Linked DNA regions of Mus musculus: region 2 is linked to region 1. Evidence: chromatin contacts called from public HiChIP or PLAC-seq data. All regions are on one chromosome and are shown on one strand. Each heading gives the region's core, a stretch centred on a gene start, on an enhancer-like site or on the middle of the called end of the contact. The rest is flanking DNA. Distances are from core to core; before and after follow the strand shown.

Region 1 (2,700 bases), core at 158-2,657:
CACTCTTCTGTGATGTCAATGCAAATTAGTGTTTTAAATTAACCCAGCAACATAAAATATGAAGAGATGCACTTATATACGTGTAAGGGTGTCTATGCATAGCTTCCTAGTTCTTTTTTCTTTGGAGGCTCTAGAAGCAATGATATCTCAGTAGCAGTGAGCTCACTAGGCTTTGGATCTTGGTCTCAAAATCCTCTCAGCCTTTGTGAGGTAGTTAGATTCACGAGGATCAGGAACTCAATATTAGCTTCAGCTACAGGGTCAGTTTGAGGCCAGCCTGGGTTACATGAAATCCTATGTGAGAGGGAGGGATGGAAGAAGGAGAAGTGTGTGTGTCAGAGGGTAGATTACCTCAGGATTCCTAAGGTGGCATAAAAACTGGTACATGGGCGGGCGGTGGTGGCACATGCCTTTAATCCCAGCACTTGGGAGGCAGAGGCAGGCAGATTTCTGAGTTTGAGGACAGCCTGGTCTACAAAGTGAGTTCCAGGACAGCCAGGGCTACACAGAGAAACCTTGTCTCAAAAAACAAACAAACAAAAAACAACAACCAAACTTGTACACGGCAGTGTGGATCCATAATCCTAGTGCGTTGGAAGTGAAGACAGGAAAATGCCTAGATCTTGCTGGCTATTTAAGTCCTGTCAAAAAGACGAGTTCCAGGTTCAGCTAGAGATGCCTTATGGTAAAGAACGTGGAGAGTGGGCTGGAGAGATGGTTTAGAGGTTAAGAGCACTAGTTCTCATAGGAGTAGGGTTCCATCGCCGTTATCCACAGGGCAGCTCACAAACCCTTCTTAACTCCGGTTCCAGAGGAGGTGTGCACGTCCTATTTTGACATCTGAGGGCACTGCATACATTTCGTCCACAGTGTGCACGCAAATAAAGGATGTATATACACACACAACAAATCTAAAAAATGTGGAACTGAAAGAGGAAGACCCCTGAAGCCAACCTGCCGTTTGTACCCGCAGATGCACACTTGTGCATGCGTATCTATGTACAGTGCACACACACACAATTACATGGAATGATATGTATACATGTATCTTTGAAACCACATTGCATATAATTATCTTCCTCAGACCTGTTATAGGGTATCTGTTGTTAGAGAATCAGCTGTGAACCTGCCGTGTGGTGGTGCAGATATTTAGAAGGAGGCTTAACAGTTTACTATGGTACAGTCAAGGAACCCTGTTTTGTTTGTTGTATCCTCCCCAAGGCCAGAGGAGCCAAAGAGACAATGGGAAGATGCATGACTAAGTGGGGTGGGCATTAGGATCAGAGATCTAAAGTCCTAAGACTCTTGCTTGCAGGGTGGAGTAACTAAGAACCAATGCGAGGCACAGACACAGCCAACGCCGCCGCGACCTCCGGGCCACAGGTGTCGCTGTGTGCTCACGCGCCAGCCGGGGAGCTGCGTTGCTCCTGGAGCCGGCGCTCGAGCCCAGCCGGGGGTTTCAGTTTCTGGCGCGAACTTCCGCCGCTCCGAAGTTGCAAGGCGAATTGGCGCGATGTCTGGCGACAGCAGCGGCCGCCGGTCTGAGGGCCGGGGCCGGGGCCGCGACCCGCACCGGGATCGCACCCGCTCCCGGTCCCGCTCGCGGTCCCCGCTGGCCCGCCGCGGCGCCGCGCCGGAGCGCAGGGAGGCAGCGGAGCGTCCGAGCTTGGAGGACTCCGATCTGTCTGATTCTGGGGACGAGCTGATGGACCCGGCCTGCTTGGAGGCCGAGTACGACCAGGGCCTGTGCCGCCAGATCCGCCATCAGTACCGCGCTCTCATCAACTCTGTCCAACGTAAGGTGGCGCTTTGTGGCTGCGCGGGCCGGTGGCGTTCCATGGCTGGGGAGGGCGGTGGAGGTGCAGGCGCTGGCCGGTCTGCGCAGGCTCGCGGCAGCGCGCTTTCGCTTGTTTACGAAGTGCAGCCTACGCGACCTTGGCGGCGGCCGCGCAGGTGCTGTGTGGCCGGCTGGAAAAGCGGGAGACCAGACCTGGTGGTGACTTGAGCTCAGCTAGCCAGTAGGGAAGACAAGCACACACCACCAGATTTTTGTTCAATCTAGCTTGCTCCTCGTGGGCGCCTGAGCTATGGAGTCCCTTGGGATTGCTAAAATGCACATTTCCCTGCCCAGCTCGGATACACTGAATCAGAAATGCTGTACAGGCCCAAGCGTTTGTTGTGTGGCTCTCCAGATGAGCCTGTTGCTTGAGAAGTTGACAATCCTTTCTTAATCGAGCCCTTGTATTGGGAAGCCGAAGAGTCATCCCTTTGCACATTTGGGGAGCAAGTGTTTCCTGTCAAGAGTTCAAGTTTTGAGGGCTGGGGAGATGGGCAGATGCTTCTCTTGCGACCTTAATTAGATTCCCCAGAACCCTCTAAAGTGTCTCCTAAAAGTAGTTCTGTAAACTTGTATCCTCAGCCGAGGGGAAGCAGAGACCCTGGGTCTCTTTGGCCAGCTCACCTAGCCTTCTTGGCTAGTTCTATAGATAGATAGATAGATAGATAGTTCTATAGATAGATAGATAGATAGATAGATAGATAGATAGATAGATACCCTGTCTCAAAAGGCAAAGGTGATGGTGCGCTGAGGGAAGGACATCAAAGGTTGACCCCAGGCCTTCTGCACACACAGACGTTCAATTTGCTTGGAACAGTAGTAACATTGTCTCTTTCTGTAAAAGATAAAGCCTTTTTCTGTTA
Region 2 (2,700 bases), core at 50-2,549, 350 kb before region 1:
TATAGATTACATAGTACTCGGTAGACCACTAAATTAGTTGATCAAAATATCATTTGGAATGGTTCAAAAGGAAGGTAAACTACGTGTGTTAAAATGGGAATATTAATTTTTCAAAGATCCTACATGTAAATTATTGTCCATTTAAATATGAAATTAGACATGTCACACTCCAATATATTTAAATGTGCAAAATGCCTATAAGGTCTAAACTGGTAGAATTTTTATTCTAAAGAATTTAAGAGGCCGGGCATGGGCTGCACGCCTTTAATCCCAGCACTTGGGAGGCAGAGGCAGGCAGATTTCTAAGTTCAAGGCCAGCCTGGTCTACAGAGTGAGTTCCAGGACAGCCAGGGCTACACAAAGAAACCCTGTCTCAAAAAAAATAAAATAAAAAATTAATTAATTAACAAAATATCTATTTTTAACTTTTTTTTTTTAAAAGTTTATGTGTATGGGGTGTTTTGGCTACATGTCTGTACCCGCAGGCCAGAGGACAGTATTGTATGTGTTCCCTGAAACTGGAGTTACAGATAGTTATGGACAGTCACATGGGTACGGGAAACCAAACCCAAGTCGTCTGCAAGAGCAGCCAGTGCTCTTAACCACTTAGCCATCTCTCCAGCACCAACGAAACATAACGTAGTAAAGCCTGGGATTCTCTCATTCTCCTGTTTGCCTGGAATTGGCTCCAGTCGATTACCAATTCTACATTCAGGTCACTTACTTCACTGATGACTTCTGTATCTTACTTGTATTAACCTTTCTAAATATGAACTATAAACTCATGAAAATCAGTATCGAGATCTATCTAAAAACAGTAAAAATGTCATATAAAATAAAGCTGCAAGATCACAAGAGCTAATGAAAGGTCTATACCTTAAACACTGTTAGTTTCTCCTCCGTGCTGAAAAGTTTGCAATGGCACGTGAAAAACTTAGTTCCACAAATAAATGAAGTAACAACTCAAGGCATTCCAACTTGGTAAAATGCTGGGTCTATTCATTCCACTTTTCTCCAAATCACTAAAAGTAGCCAGTTCTGCTTATTATTGTAAACTGTGAAAAATGAATTCAGGAAAGTACTACATGCAGTCTCCATAAACACATCTTCTGGGTAGGGAACATTTATTAGGGGCTCAAAACGATCGACTAAGACCTTATAAGAACATAAACTTCTGAGTCTGTTCAAAAATACTGCTTTCCTGAAACTGCAAAAGTCCCCAAATAACTTCTGCTTCACGAACAGATCAGACGCGGTGTGTGGGTGTTTTCTGTCATGTGGTAACAAGCTGTTCTGGTGCAATACAAAAAAATGTGACCTAACTAAGGACAGCCTTGGTTGGCTATCTGAAGTCTGCTGCAGTGTGGCATAAACACGGAGTCACTCACTTTAGATGAGGACTTTACGCACTGCTTTTCAGGGCACTTGTGTAGACCAGGACCAGTAAATGACTGTACTCAGTAAGAACAAACTTTAGCTGATACAGCCCCACACAGGAGGAGTCCCTCCCACCCCTGTCCAGGCAGTCTACTCTGTGTGAGGAGGGAAGGTGCAGAGAGGCAGTCCGTGTGCACAGCAGCAGCAGCAGCAACTTGCTCAGAAAAGCTTGGCTGACTTTAAGAAGGGGTTCTTTGCTCACTGCACCACAGATTCAGGGTCCAGGGCGCAGGAATCCACAGCTCATCTTTCTGGAAAGCTAAGGGCAAACTTTCATCTGAAGCCTGCCTGCTGGCCCAGTAACAGTAAGTACTGGTGTTCATTTTTGAAACCAACCAAAAGAAAAGAGTTGTTAAGCAGCCACTGTAGCATCAGCAGAGGGAAGAGCGGCAGGCCATGGAACTCCAGGGGAAAGGACAGGTGAAAGAAGTCCAGAGCCTCAGACATCACGAGAGCACACAGGCAGAACCCTCTGCTTACCACAGCTCTTCAGACTCATCCCCAGACCTGTACCTGCCCCAGCCCACACCTACCTTCTCCTGTCATGGCTTAGAAAAGGAGAAAGCGTATGCCATTCTCAGAGTATGTGGTCAAAGCCTCTTATCCTATTCTAGATGCAAAACAAAAGCACAATCAGCATGTACAGAAATGTGGATCCTCCCTAAGGACACGGGGAAAGCCTTCAAGGCCCTAAGTCCCCACACACTAGACAGAGGCTCACAGTCAGTACACAGCTTTTAAACCAAGCTTGACTCTGCAATCTGTTGGTAAACTGAGGACATTAGACACATTTTTATAATGTAAACATTACTTCTGTAAAGGGAAACTTTTTCAAAAAAAAATACTTACTGTAATTTTTATAGCTTTGTTCAAGACATTTACCCACTCCACTAAGTCCTGCTGATCATTAGCTTGTAGAAAGTATTTTCTCATTCCTGCATTCATAACTGTCAAAAAAAAAAAGTGCATGAAATATTATACTTGTTACCTCTAAATTCTGTTTAGAACATCTATAAAAGTTTTACTGTAACTCTTGGATTTTACAAGATAAAAAAACCACTGTTTTCATCGCTAAGTTACACAGGCAGAACTCTTTTCTGGCCAGCCTTCACTAAATGAGGATACTGCTAAATAGTGAGTCAGTCCTCCAATGATGCATACTTCAGTTAACACAGGCCATCACAATAAAGTATCACTTGGGGAGATTCCTTCACACTTCAGCCAGTATTTCTGTGGAATAATTTTCTTCATATAGACTTATTG

Evidence for each region. HiChIP or PLAC-seq counts read pairs in DNA pulled down with a chosen protein or histone mark.
Region 2: an H3K4me3 HiChIP or PLAC-seq map of bone marrow-derived macrophages shows a contact between it and region 1, with 5 times the contacts expected there. The contact joins the enhancer-like site here to the promoter of Nsmce4a in region 1. A contact is called at or near these places in 2 of 484 Hi-C or Micro-C datasets (stem cell-derived neural stem cells and uterus), 1 of 115 datasets of contacts at active chromatin or transcription factors (bone marrow-derived macrophages) and 3 of 9 other capture datasets (adipose tissue, liver and pancreatic islet).

Annotation. Positions count from the first base shown.
Region 1 is chr7:130,546,088-130,548,787 of GRCm38.p6, reverse strand. It overlaps Nsmce4a (NSE4 homolog A, SMC5-SMC6 complex component), which reads left to right and starts at 1,407. Exons shown (of 11, transcript NM_001162855.1): 1 at 1,407-1,796. The coding sequence starts at 1,514.
Region 2 is chr7:130,891,865-130,894,564 of GRCm38.p6, reverse strand. Plekha1 (pleckstrin homology domain containing, family A (phosphoinositide binding specific) member 1) reads right to left here. Exons shown (of 13, transcript NM_001346515.1): 5 at 2,287-2,384. Among named protein-coding and RNA genes, the nearest start is that of Mir7061, 15 kb to the left of the region's middle. Within about 2 kb of position 1,299, at least 108 of the 459 cell types and tissues checked have an H3K27ac peak or open chromatin away from gene starts, as enhancers often do. A contact at or near this core is called in adipose tissue, bone marrow-derived macrophages and uterus, where this site is marked.